2 separate regions of the Mus musculus genome follow, and region 2 is linked to region 1. A link is a contact called in public promoter capture Hi-C data. All regions are on one chromosome and are shown on one strand. Each heading gives the region's core, a stretch centred on a gene start, on an enhancer-like site or on the middle of the called end of the contact. The rest is flanking DNA. Distances are from core to core; before and after follow the strand shown. Region 1 holds the start of Fgd2 (FYVE, RhoGEF and PH domain containing 2). Region 2 holds the start of Mdga1 (MAM domain containing glycosylphosphatidylinositol anchor 1).

Region 1 (6,870 bases), core at 1,232-3,731:
CTACCAACAGAGCCACGTCCCAGGTGCCACCAGCATCCTTCTGAGTGTCCTCTGGGAGGGAACTCCATCAGTCCCTAAATGAGTCATTATGGCCTATTTTATTCTCTGGGGAACTACATACTTCCCTGTTTCAAATGCAAACACATCTAGAGAGAACCCCTCCTTTGGCACACAGATCTTTCAGGGGCTCCCTCAGGATCACGCCCACCTATGTTCTTCCCCCTTGCTTTCATCTCTGTATCTCTCCCGATACATCAAGGGAAGGTGGGCGCCAGAGAGTAATTCAGAGCAGGGACTCAGATGCTGAAACTGGGCCTTTTCAGGGATGCCTATGGCCTTCACACAATTACCAGGGGACAAAGCCATCCTGCAGAGCAGGGTCCCTGTTCCCCAGGTTCAGCCCTCACAGGACAGTTTTGCTGTGCAGCATTTACCAGTCCTTTGTAGGCCAGAGAAACCCACACTGCCAGAGCCAGGCATGTGCAGGGAGATAGCCAGGGTGACAGCGCTGGGTAGGCATCCCCTCGAGAAAGACAGACAGGGAAACGGAGGCCAGACAGGTACCGAGCCTCCAAACCCGATGAGAAAGAATGTCCCTGCGTCCATGCTGCAGATGTGGAGACTGAGGCAGAAAGGATGGGAACCTGAAAGTGGGGCAGGTAGGGGCAGCTGACATCCAAACCTCCATGCTAAGCTGTCTTTCCTCTTGATGTCAAGGACAGAGAGACCCAGAGAGCTGAGGTGATTGTCCTGGTCACAGGGCCTGGTGTAGGAAGAAGGACCGAGGTGGCCCATTCCAGACATAGAAAATGGAGTTCCTTGGCCTCAGGGCCTGCAGCCAGGGAGAGGGGGTTGGGTGAGAGGGTGCTGAGTCTCAGGTTTTTCTCCTGTACATTTGGTTTCAGCTTCTGCATTTCTAAGCACTCAGGCCTGTGCCTGTTTCCTCTCTAGCCCTCAGTTTCAGATCAGCTAGGCACCAAGGGCTCCACAGAGAGACGCCTGCATGGTCCCCTTGCTCAGAGCCTGACTCTCACACTCCTGACCACGCTTCTAGTGACCCACTCCTCTGTATGGCTACTCTACCTGCAAGGTGCAGCCAGACACCACTCAGTAGCCCAAGGGCTGGCATCTACATGAGCCTACGCCCCCTCCAGCATGAGTGTGGTGGGCCAAGAGGGCGGTGGGAATGAGCTGTCCCAGGTGCTGAATAGGATGCACTCAGCCAAGCTCCTGGAGAGGCAGAGTCAGGCTGCTCACCCAGGAAGTGAAACTTCTGCAGGGGTGAATGTGGGCTTCCACGTGGAGGCCCCAGGCACCTCCTGTGCATGGCCTGCAGGCCCACAACACAGCGTGGAGGCCTTCCCAGGGCATCTAAAGCCTGTGGCCTGGTGTCTCAGAAGGACGGAACTTTGTATCACAAGTAGAAATCTACCCCTGCATCCTCCACAGAACTCTAGGCACTAAGCTTTGTTCTTGTGGCTCCCGAGGGCTGGGGACTCTGGTGGCAGACTCCTTATCTTCATGTAAGAGTGCTGCTTTACCCAGCATCTAGCTGCTGAAGGCATGGGGACTCACTGTGGTGTACCCGGGTTCTGGAACCCTCTACAACAATCCAGGGCTCAGCCCCTCCCTCCACCTGCCCCTCCTCCCCTCGTCTCTCAGGTCCCCACAGCTTCCCCCTAAGCCTCCTGAGGCCAACCTCTATCTGCTTCCAGAGGACCAAAGGCACTCCCAAACCACAGGCCTGCAAAGCGGTTTCATGTCTCACACTCACGCCCCTCCAAGGCCACTCAGGACCCCTCCCACTCCTGGCTTTGTCTTTTCCCTTCAGACACAAGTGCCAGCACAGCCCCAAAATTCAAAGAAGCTAGTTCCTGTGTCCCCTCTTCTGTTCTCCCTATGATGGGAACCAAACAAGTCACACCCTAGGGCCATCAGAGTAAGCCCTGAGGTATAGAAAGGAACTTAGGAGAGAGGCCTGGTGAGCATGGCTCTGCTTTGTCCCAGTCAGCCACATTCCATCTGTGTCCCGCCTTCCTGTTCCCATTTGTGTCCTGGTGTGAGTGGGATGTGTGTGTGCATGGATTGGAGATCTCCCATGCTCACCCTGTCCAGCTTACTACCACAAGAGCAGTGGTTGCCTGTACTGCCAGGCACCCAGGATGGAGGGACCCCAGGTGCTGCCCCAAAGTACCAGATCAGATAGAAGGGCTCGACCCCTCCCCCACCATCTGTACCTGTTGTTCTCAAACACAGCCACCAGGTTGCACACTGAGTCCTGCTTCTCACAGGCTCGCTCCATCCTGCTAGCCTGCAAGGTGGTCCTCAGTTACCCCAGAAGCAGGGAGGGAGGCAATAGGCTGGTGCCCTCAGCACTCCCTGGCCAGCGGGTGAAGCAGGTCTACCACAGCCTGGAATCTGCCCATCGCTTCTGACTGCCTTGGGGCAGTTCCTATCTTCAGAGTGAAAAAAGAGGAAGTGGTCCCAGTAGCTTGGAAGAGAGGCCAGCACTCCCTACTGTGGGAGGAGCCTGTCAAACTCTCCTTGCTGTGGGAGGAGCCTGTGAAGTACTGCCCGGCCCTCTTGGCATCTGACCTTTACCTCTCAGATACTTCTACCCAGTCCTGTTAGAGAAGGCACGGGCTGTGGCAACAGTGGTCACAGGACGTTTCTGGAGCCGGATCCTGGGATGAGCAGCTTCCTGGATATCCAATTCTCTGCATGGGGGGAAAGGGGACGGCTCAGGGATGTTTTACTTAGTACCATTCTCAGCATCTTCCTTGCATCTGGCGCTGTGCACTGCTGATGGAAAAACAGCTTTTAAATTAAAATGGACCACAGGGTTGGGGATGTAGCTCAGCTGATAGAGAATGCTTGCTTGGCATGCGGGAAGCCCAGGGCTTTATCCTCAGCACTGTAGAACTGGGTATCATGGCACATGCCCATGGCACCCACTTGAGAGGAGAAGTCCAAGTTCTTCCTTGACAACGTAATGAGTATAAGACCAGATTCGGCTACGTGAGACCTGTCTCAAAAAAAAAAATGGGGTCGGATGGGGTGGGCTTTGAGATGGTTCAGGGGTAAGAGTACTTGTAGCCAAGCCTGGCAGCTTGAGTCTAACCCTGGAGCCCCACATGGTGGAAAAAAAATAGACTTTTCCTTTCTTTTTATTTACTTTTATTTTTTATGTGTATGAGTGTTTGGCCTGTGTGAGTCTATTATACCACATTCGTGCCTGGTACCCACAATGGTCAGAAGAGGGTGTTGTGGGAATGGGACCTAGGTCCTTTCTAAGTTCTCTTAACCTCTGAACCAATTCTCCACCCAAAATGCAGACTCTTTCAGGTTGCCTCTGGGCTCCAACCCACACACACTGTATCTCTTGTACTCCTACCCTAAAAAAAACATCTAAAGCTGAACTGGTGGTGGCACACACCTTTAGTCCCAGCACTCGGGAGGCAGAGGCAGGCAGATCTCTGAGTTTGATGCCCACTTGGTCTACAGAGTAACTTTTTTTTTTTTTTTCAAGACAGGGTTTCTCTGTAGCCCTGACTGCTCTGGAACTCACTTTGTAGACCAGGCTGGCCTCGAACTCAGAAATCCACCTGTCTCTGCCTCCCAAGTGCTGGGATTAAAGGCGAGCGCCACCACGCCCAGCTCCAGAGTAACTTTTAAGACAGCTGGGGCTACACAGAGAAACCCTGTCCGGAAAAAAAAAAAAAAAGAAAAATAGGGCAAACAAAACAAAAAACCCCACAGACTGTGAGGATATGCAGGAAGGGGTCCTGTGGTCCCCAACACCTCTTTGGATGCTTTTGTCTTAATGATGTTGATATTTCTCTAGTGGCCCGGGTTGGAGAGCCCCTATGGGTTAGAGCTAACAAGTCTCCTCTCTTTCACTCCCATAGCTGTGTTACACAGTGTGCTCCCTTATCAGAAATGGAGGCCAATGGAAGTCAAGACACCTGACTGAGGTCACCCAGGAAGAACAGGGGAAGAACTGCCATTTCTGAAGCCCAGGTAAGTGTCCTATGACTCCAGCAAAGACCCAGGGAACCTGGAGGGTGACCTCCATGCACTCCATCCTCAGGGTCCCCTGATCACAGCACCCTAGGGAAATCTGCCTCTTGGTCACTCAGGGTTTCTAGAACACGTGACCAGCGCCTCTGCTCTGCTCATTCAAGCTGGAAAGCCATTCATTCATTGCTCTCCCATGGATCCTGAGCCAGGACCCTCCACTGAAGCTAGTCTTTGTCCTCGGATCAAGTGTGAGCCATCCTGGAGCCCAAAGTGCCTGGCAGAGTTTCTGCTGTGGTAGCTGTGAGCCTGGAGCCTCCTGCCCAGCAACCCTGCACCTCTGAGCTCCCCCACCCCCCAGCTGTGTTTGCCACCAGAGGCCAGCCCAGTCCTGAGGACTAAGTCTCACTAATCCCAAATGCAGGGCCTCTGCAAGAGGAGCAAGTGCTCTTAACTGCTGAGCCATCTCTCCAGCCCCACAATGCTAGTTTTATGCCATGCTGAGGATGCAGAGCCGGCCAGGCTCTCTACCAACTGAGCATCGTCCTTAGATCCCCTTGCACTTTTTGTCATAAAAAAATGAAGAACATACCTTAGATCCCCTTGCACTTTTTGTCATAAAAAAATGAAGAACATACACGAGGGTAGACAGAATAGAATAATTCACCCCCATGAGCCCTCTCAGTCCACACCAGAGTTCATTCCCCACCTATGTGTGGCTCTTTCGATTTCCCTTCTGTGTCCTGATTAAGCAAACCCCAAATGCCAAATGACATTATTTCTGTATGTATTTAAAAACCCAGGGGAGATCCAGGACAGCCAGGGCTACAACAGAGAAACCCTGTCTCGAAAAACCAAAACAAACAAACAAACAAACAAACCCAGGGGACTCTTAAGTATCAACACACACTCATGTAAATGGACACATACCTACACAATTACTAAAGTAACACTCGTTTTTTTTTTTAAGATTTATTTATTTATTTATTATATATGTACACTGTAGCTGTCTTCAGACACTCCAGAAGAGGGCGTCAGATCTTGTTACAGATGGTTGTGAGCCACCATGTGGTTGCTGGGATTTGAACTCAGAACCTCTGGAAGAGCAGTCGGGTGCTCTTACCCACTGAGCCATCTCACCAGCCCCAAAGTAACACTGTTTTATTGACATGTTTATACATGTGTACCTACCTATAAAACAAGCAGGGCGGTGGTGGCGCTCCTTTAATCCCAGCACTTGGGAGGCAGAGGCAGGCGGATTTCTGAGTTCGAGGCCACCCTGGTCTACAAAGTGAGTTCCAGGACAGCCAGGGCTACACAAAGAAACCCTGTCTCGAAAAATCAAAAAAGAAACCAAAAAAACAATGTTGCCACTATATTGAATCTCAAGAGATGTTTGATAACAATCTCTCTGTGGAACTAAGTCTCCAGTAAGAACAATGCCAATAGCGGTTAACAAAAAATGTATGTGGGGGCCGGGCAGGGCAGGATACTGAGGCCCAGCCTGACACCTTGAGTTCCATACCCAGAACCCACGTGATAGAAGGAGAGAATTGATTCCTGAATGTTGTCCTTTGACTGCCACCTGAATACCATGGAATATGTACGCATGCATACATACATGCATATGTACACAGCCACATATATGTTTTTGTAAAAGGCATTTTTGCTGTTCTCCGACATACTCCCTGCAGCTGATGGTCACTAAGGGAGAGAGTGTCACTTTCTTTAACAATGTAGCCAGTGACAAGCTGCCCATCATCCAGTGAGCTCTCGCTCATGCTCACACAAGCAACGCTAATTAAGTTAAGCTCAGTGGGTCACATATATTCCGGTAATCCTAGTACTTGGGAGGTGAGGTGGGAGGATCAGGGGTTCAAGGTCATCCTTGGCTACATAGTGAGTTGAGGCCAGCCTGGGCTACATGAGAGCCTATCTCCAAAAACCAATAATAGAACACCCAGGTACAAGTCTGTTCCACGGCCATGCCATGCCTTGTTCCTGAGTTGGCCTGCCTCACAGTGTGTGTGTGTGTGTGGGGGGGGCGTGGGGGATTCCCCTCAGACAATCCCCTGCCTTGGGATGTGACAGCATTTTTGTCACAAATTGAAGAGTCTGGGTCACTTTGATCCTTAAGGGTACTTCCTCTGAGTACTCCAGGTCTTGGGAGACCCCTCTTTGTTAGGGTTCAGCCTCTGCCTCAGCATTGTGCGACGGGGCTTGGGCACGGATGTTCCCAGCCCTGTACCTCGTTGCCCCCCCGCCCCTCCCCCACCCCAGAAGCCTATGGTATAGAATGAACAGTCATCACTCCCTCAGTGCAGAAAGACTGCCTCAGGCCGTGAGCTTCCAGAGAAGGCATCTGCCTCCCCAGGGTGTCCCCTCTTCTGTCCTAATCCAGCTGTCAACCTCACACCGCACCTGCAAAACGACAGGCAAGCCAGGGAGGATGGTCGACATCTCCAGCAAGCTCTCTTTGGCTTCAGCTCCATTGTTACCCCCTAAGGCCTCACCTCCTAGTCTTTGGGAGGCCCTGGGGGGCTGGGGGAGCTTGGTTGATCAATCACGTGTGGGCAGAGGACCACTTGTGACCGTTGCCAGTGGGCAGGTGCACGCCCAGGCGACCAGTCCCTGGCTGTACAGGGAGGAAGAGGGGCGGGGAAAATCTCAGCCTAGCCAATAAGTCTGTCTGAAGCTCACCCTGCCCGCCCCTCCCCACGACAGCCGGGCTCTTGTTTCTTTGCCAGAAGCCCCACCATTTGCTCATGCTTTCCTGCGGAAGGGCTTGCAGATGGGTGTCCCCCTCAGCAGGCCAAAAGGTCCCTCTACCCTTCCTGATGTCGCCTTTCCTAG
Region 2 (6,700 bases), core at 521-3,020, 530 kb before region 1:
ACACCCTTAACTGAGCATTGGACTCCCACCCCTAGTAAGAGTAGGAAAGAAACAAAGGAGCCAGGAACAAGGGCGGGTAGCCTGGATGAACCATAAGCAAACTGAGAAGAGTCAGGCTGATGGCGCCCCTCCCCATCTACCAGGCAACACCTTGTGCTTTCCACTCCTCCTTAACAGGTTATGTTTGCCCAGGAGGGTCAGAGGAGAAACATCCCGGTGGGAGTGGGCTTGGAGAGGGAGGGATTTATAATTAATATTTTTAATTCATGCGCTGATTTACATGCAAGAGAATCAACTCTTTGGGTGATCAGAAACAGGTCTTTGAGTTTGGACAGATGCCTGAGGTCATGGACCCACCATTGCAGCAGATCCTGAACAGGATCTAACCTCCGAGCTTGTTAGCTGCTGCGGCTGTGCTGTCCGCGCTCCCACGGGCCGCTCTAGTACAATCCCTGCGCTCACGCCGAGATAAATAACGGCGACAGGTGGAGCAGGTAAGATTAGCAGGACCGGGTTGGAGGGAGGACGCTATCGGAGGCGCCAGGGAGGTCGTGCGCCTCTCTGCCCAGCCCACGCCCCTCCCCAAGGGCGTCTGGAAGGAACTACATCTTGGTCACAGCTTCGGGGAGGGCCGGGTTAAGGTGACGGAGTCTCGAAGTGGGGGGAGACAGGCTTCCCGGCTTGGCTGCAGGAAGCGCGAGCACCCCTAGGGCACTTGGCCACGCCTGAGGTCTCACGGGTAGGCAGGATTTGAGAGAAGCGGGCTGAAGGGGACCCTGGGTGTCCCTGTGGAGCTCTGGCACTGGGGTCTTGCTGGCAAACCTGTTGGCAACCTGTGGGCCTCAGCTAGGACACTGCAAGCTGCAAGCGCGTCCTCCTCCTCAGTGCCTCTGGCAGCGTCCCCGGCGCCCGACCCGGGGAGAGGCCGAGGCAGCTTGGAAAGGGGCTGGGGCTCTGCCAGGGGCGGGTAGTGGTGGTGGAGGTGGCGGGATTCCCAAGCCGAGCCAACATCCCTGCAGAGCGACAGCAGGCAACCGCCTCTCGCGCCAGCTCTGGTCTAGGAGAAGCAGACGCCTTGGCCTTTCCCTCCGATCCTAGGCTCCAGTATCACCTTCTCCAAAGTGCAAAACATTCATTAAGTGTCCAGTGCCCTGCAGGCTTGCGTCCCAGCAACCAGCCGCCGGTGCTTGCCCGGCGAGCGTGCGGCGAGCGTTTGCACCCGGCCAGGGCTTTGCCAGCCTGGGCTGTGCAAGGGAGGGCGGAGAGCGTGTGCGAGTGCGCGGCTGCAGAGCCCGCGCCGAACCCACGTTCCCGCTACTGTCCTCGGGATAGATGGATCCATTGCTGCTTTCTGACATTTTTCTGCCAGGGGGCTGGTGGGGGAGGCGGAGATAGGGAGAGAGAGATGGGGGGGGCGGGGAAAGAGAGAGAGAGAGAGAGAGAGAGAGAGAGAGAGAGAGAGAGAGAGAGAGAGAGAGACTGCTTCCCCCAGCCCTGTTTTGTTTTCTCTAATTGGTCCTGGGGGAAGCAAGGAAATTGGACAGAGGCTGGGCCGGGCGAGCTGGGCTGCCTTTAATTGGCTCCCCTTTTTTTAACTGGAGGGGAATCAAACAGGAGAGCGAGCGAGCGACAAAGGGTGGGAGAGCGAGAGACCGATCGCGGAGATGGGAGGAGGGAAGAAGGGAGGAGGGAGAGCGGGAGGCGGGGTGGTGGTGATGGGGAGGTGGAGGAAGCGCGGAATGAAAAGCTCGGAGGGACCAGAAAGCAGCACAGCGAAGCCCAAGTTAGGGAGCGAGCGGAGCGCTCCCGCGGCCCCGGAGCCGGAGTGGCCGCGGTGCCCCGGAGCCCGCCCGGCCCCGCCCGCTGGGGCCCTCTCGGGCCCAGGCCGCCGGGAGGGGGGCGGGGACGCCCAACTTGGGGCGCGGCGCAGCCCCGCTCTCCCGAGATCGCGGAGCCCGGGAATGCCACGGCGGCGGCCAGACGGCGGGAGAGGAGCGGGGAGAGAGGAGGCGGCCAGCAGCTCCTGAGCCCGGGCCTCCGCAAGAGCGCGAATTATTTTCAAAGGACTCAAACTTTCCTCTTTCCCTTGCTGGCTGCGGTCCCTCTTGCTTTGGAACCGTTCTCTGGATTCCCGCGGGGGCGCCGGGACGCGATCGCCTCCCCCGGATTCCTCGGCGGCGGCTCGGCTAACTTCGCGGACTCGGGGACCCGGAGCGCTCGCCCCGCTGCCGAACCTAGTCCTCGCTGCTCCAGCGCTCCAGAGGACCGGGACCCGGCGCCCTCGCCTCCGGGAAGGGCGCCCAGCCCGGCTCCCTTGGGTCGGGCTGCGGAGCCCTCCACACCTACTGCAGGACTGGAGCCAGCGGATTAACCAAAGCAGAGTCCGGGCCTCCTGGCCTGGCTCCGCGGAGGGGCGTCCCCTGGGCGGGGAAAAGACAAGTTTGTCAGGCATCGGTGGCCTGTTGGATCGGAGCGCGGCCGCCGCAGCAGAGAGGTCCCCCCGCGTTCAGCACCCTCGGTGGACAGCCCTGGGGACCTAGGACTGCTCGGTGGCCGAGCTTTCTGGGCCAGGGAGCTGGCTGCTGCGCCCGGTGCGCAGAGGCTTCAAGGTCTGGGGCAGCGCCCCCTGCGTCTCCACCCGGGCAGCCGCCCTGTGGGAAGAGGACAGAGCCGAGTCGCGGCTTGCTCAGACTCCTAGTCTCGGTCGCCGCCCTCTCCGTCGCGACTCAGGGAAAAGGAGGGAACGCAGAGGGCAAAGCGGTGCCCCGGCGGATGCGCCCCCCGCCGCCTCTCAGGCTGCGCCGCCTCGCGGGGATGAAGCACTGGCCGTGAAGATGGAGGTGACCTGTCTTCTACTTCTGGCGCTTATCCCCTTCCACTGTCGGGGACAAGGAGTCTATGGTAAGAGCCAGCGTCCCGCTCTACCCTGGCGGAGCCGCCCGGAAACTTTACAAGATCTTGCTCAAAGTGCGCGCTGCCGGGGCTTGGTGGATGCACTGATGGCCGCGTCTCCGCCCTCGCCTGGGCGCCGGGAGACCGAGCAGGCTGCTCCCGAGCCCAAGAAGCGGTCCTAGGCTATTGGTGTGAGGCTGGGGATGCCGGGGTAAGGTCTCGGCTTTCCGAAATCTTTCCAGGGGTTAGAGAGATCCGGAAGTCTTGGGAGAATAATACAGTGAGCTCAGGAGACCCGGGAAGAGCCCAAGCTCTGGGCTGGGGCAGCTGTTCCCACGGAATCCTTTTCCTCCCTCGGCTCAGCCTCCCGAGTGGAAGCGGGCGATGAGCGATCCGGAGTTGTGCGCGGCTGGCGGGCGAGAAGCTCTCCAGCACCGCGGCCCTGAGGCTGGCTCGCCTTCCGGGCAGTGGCCGCGGCTCGATCGCCTCTTCTAGCTTCTTGGCGGTCTGAGCTGTTGGGCATCCCTTAGCCCAGGCGCCGACTGTTCTCGGCATCCCTTTTCAGACCTCTCCTGAGCCAGCTCTTCCTGTCGCTGGTTCCCAACCACAGAACCCCAGCCCCAGCTTCCTTCTGCCTGCTCGCACACACAGACACATTCAGCCACAGTCCTCAGGAAACGCACACACGGCTCGCACCCATCCGGCTACGTGTCTAAACCCTGCCTCCCGCCACGCAGCTCTGCTCTTGGATGCCCAAGACAAGCTCAGTCGCGCCATGGAGTATTCTGATCACCTTTTCTCCACTCCATGCCGCGGGTTTCCTCACCGAAGACTCCTTGGTTCAATACTACCCAGGGTCATCCTCCCGACGTGCACAGCACAGAAAGTCAGTCAGTCCCCAGAGCCCATGGCCCTGACTTTGCGTTCTGCTCACCGCAGGGTGGGCTTTGTAGTTACTTTCTAATGATGTGTGGCTGGGGTGGGCAGGATTCTCCTGCTTTCTCTGGGGCTAAGAATCTAATTATTCTCTTTGAGAGTGGAGGGTGTTGGACCCAGACAGTGTGGGTGACAGAAGCCATATCCCCTGGCTACTAGCTTCAGGTCTTGGGTCTCTCACTGTGCCAGGCAGAAGGAAGGAGCGTCCCGGGGAGGGGGTATCTGGAAAGTATACGCTCCTGGGCTCTAACAGCTTGGGCTTAATTCCCTGGTGAGGCCAGCCCAGGCATCCAGCCAAACTCTGCTTCTTAATTAGTTTGTGTGTCTCTTACTGCCTGGCCCCTGGCATAGGCCAGAAAAGGCAGGCGGGAGGGATGCTGCAAGAGGCTGAGCTTTATGTATTGGGGGTGGGGGGCTATAAAACAAGGCAGGGGAAGACACCAGAGGCCTCAGAGTTCCTGTTCTCCGGAATCACTAAAGATATCAGCAGCTCAGTCACTGCCACCTTCAAGTGGCTACTGTAACTTGCTCACACACCCTCCTGAGGTGCGGGTCTGTCAACGGCACCTTTCTCCTGCGTCCTTGGGCTGGTCTGATGACACTATCTCATGCTCTCTGGCTTGGGTTTCTCCATCTTCATCTGGGTGGCCTGATGTACATTTAAAGAGTCCTCTCTGGGTTTACTTAGGAGCCCCAACAACGAGGACAGAGGTTAGGGAACAAGAACTATGGTCTATGTAGACCCTCATTTTCAAGCTTCTCTGTCCCATCTCTCATATGCTGGGGTCCCTGATGCTCTTGTTACAAGTCAGGAAGGGTAGATATACTGGGTCTGCTCGCCCCTCGTTCTTCAGGGGCACTCTTTGCTCCTGAACTTAGATAGCTTGGCTCCAGGCAAAGCTGGGTTGTAGAGGGGATTGCTGAGTGGGACATCTTTTTTAGAGGTGAATGGGAATCGGGAGAAACAGGAGCTAGGGTGGGTGGACAGTGTCCCTTGCAAGGTTACAAAAGCTTGGTGACACCTCAGCAGGATTGGAACTAAGGAGTGTGGTAAAGAGCCAGGATGTGTTCTACCCCACCCATTTCTCTGAACCCCAAAGCAGATGAAGCAGATGAGTGGGAGTGTGGAAGTATACAGGGATGGAGATGTCCACCCTGGCCATCCACCACAGCATCCAGCCCCAGTCTGGTACCCGGCACCCTGTAGGAATGCCAATGAGATCGTTTGAGTATGTGAAGAGCTAGGGTTAGGGCAGGCTGACAATGCTTCGCGAGATTCTCAGGTGTATCCTAAGCTTGGTATTCACCAAGACAGAGGGCTTTAGTTAAGGTTCCTACTCAGAGAGCATGAGGCCCTAGGCTTGCAGCCCCAAGAGAGGGAAGAGTCTGAAGTGCTGGGGTTCACTAGCACGGAGGAGGGAGAGGTAGGATGTTAGTGTGTGCTGGGGATAGACTTCAGCTGCTACCACCTTTCTATCCTGGGCCTGTGCTGCTGCTGCTGCTGCTGCTGCTGCTGCTGCTGCTGCTGCTGCTGCTGCTGCTGCTGCTGCTGCTGAGGATTGTTCCATAAGGAGGGCAAGACCAGTCCTAGTGAGAGACAGCTGCTTAGAGCCCTAGGCTCTGCTTCCCGCTGGGTCCATGCTCAACTCTAAAGCTGGCCAGCAGCAGCAGGATTGGGGAGGCCCTCACAGTCTGGCCTAGGCTCTGCATCCCACTGGGTGGCTTTGCTTTTCTTTGGGGCCACAGATGCTACAGTGGCCGGGTGTGGGACCAGATGGTCCATTTGGAGGGGGGCCTGCTCCTTCCCTGCTTCTCAATCTCTAGCCTAGTTTGTTGTTTTCAGGGCGGATCCTATAATCTGCCGGGCGGGTGTGTGTGTGTGTGTGTGTGTGTGTGTGTGTGTGTGTGTGTGTTTGTGTAGCGCTGAGGTGGGCCCCAGAGAGGTCTAGTTCTGTGACAAAGACAGTAGGCTGGTGAAGGAGAGGTAACAGGCTCTATGAAGGCTGAGTCAGAGACTTCCTATTCTCTCAAAGCAGTTAGGGGCTTCCAGGCAGGGGCCAGTGAGCAGGATTCAGCTTAGTGCAAAAACACAACAAACCCCTGGATTATTTAATATGCAGGAGTGGGAAGTGACATTCTCCTTAAGACAGGTTGTTTGCAACTTACTGGGGGAAGTCAAAATATTTCACCAAAGGTGTCATCAGAAACTACTATCCTATGCTAATTTTTGTGGGAACATGAAGACAGATGTTGAATAATTTGACAAGAGCAACATCGCTTACAGAATTATCACCAAGTCAGGTTCTCCCCATCTCTGAGGAATGGGGGTGGGGAGGGGAGAGGAATTTCGGGAACTGAATTTCCCAGTGTGGGGTTTCTAGTATTGAGGTGGGTGGAGACACTTGGGACCTTTCCCTCTGAGTTCCACACCCCTGCCTTGAAAGCGGCTGTATAAGCTCTTACCCTGAGAAGCAGGTTCTGGAAGCAGGTAGCTCCGTGGGTCAGCAGCAGGCTTAGGTTTTCCTAACTCCCCAAGGAAGGTCCCGCCTACTTTTGTCCCCTTTCCAGTTTCATTCTTTGTTGTAGACACTGCCCGAGGCAAAGATTGTTTTGTGTCCATAAATCCAGGCTATTTTGCCTGTGCTGCCTTTGGCAGCTCCCCCAAGGCTGCCTGGGGGCTCCCCACAGGGTCATTCTATACAGCTCCTGGTTTGCATCTGCCCCTTCCTACTCTGTAGACTGGGTATCCAAGTATCACACATGGGTGAGGGTCTGGGGTCTGGAAGCTAGATTGGAAGGGATTGTGAGAATAAGGAAAGTACCCTTAAGGGGCAGTCTGGGACTATCGGAGGGGCCTGCGTGTAATTGGCCA

Evidence for each region. Promoter capture Hi-C pulls out the DNA fragments that hold promoters and counts their contacts.
Region 2: a contact with region 1 is called in a promoter capture Hi-C map of liver, with 4 times the contacts expected there. The contact joins the promoter of Mdga1 here to the promoter of Fgd2 in region 1. A contact is called at or near these places in 5 of 39 promoter capture datasets (embryonic stem cells, liver and pre-B cells), 5 of 484 Hi-C or Micro-C datasets (B cells, CD8 T cells, embryonic stem cells and 1 more), 1 of 115 datasets of contacts at active chromatin or transcription factors (large pre-B cells) and 1 of 9 other capture datasets (liver).

The regions. Positions count from the first base shown.
Region 1 is chr17:29,356,525-29,363,394 of GRCm38.p6, reverse strand. Fgd2 (FYVE, RhoGEF and PH domain containing 2) reads right to left here and starts at 2,481. Exons shown (of 16, transcript NM_013710.4): 1 at 2,238-2,481. The coding sequence starts at 2,302.
Region 2 is chr17:29,883,648-29,890,347 of GRCm38.p6, reverse strand. Mdga1 (MAM domain containing glycosylphosphatidylinositol anchor 1) reads left to right here and starts at 1,770. Exons shown (of 17, transcript NM_001368423.1): 1 at 1,770-2,901. The coding sequence starts at 2,835. Gm41559 (a long non-coding RNA gene) reads right to left here and starts at 447. Exons shown (of 3, transcript XR_003952341.1): 1 at 358-447.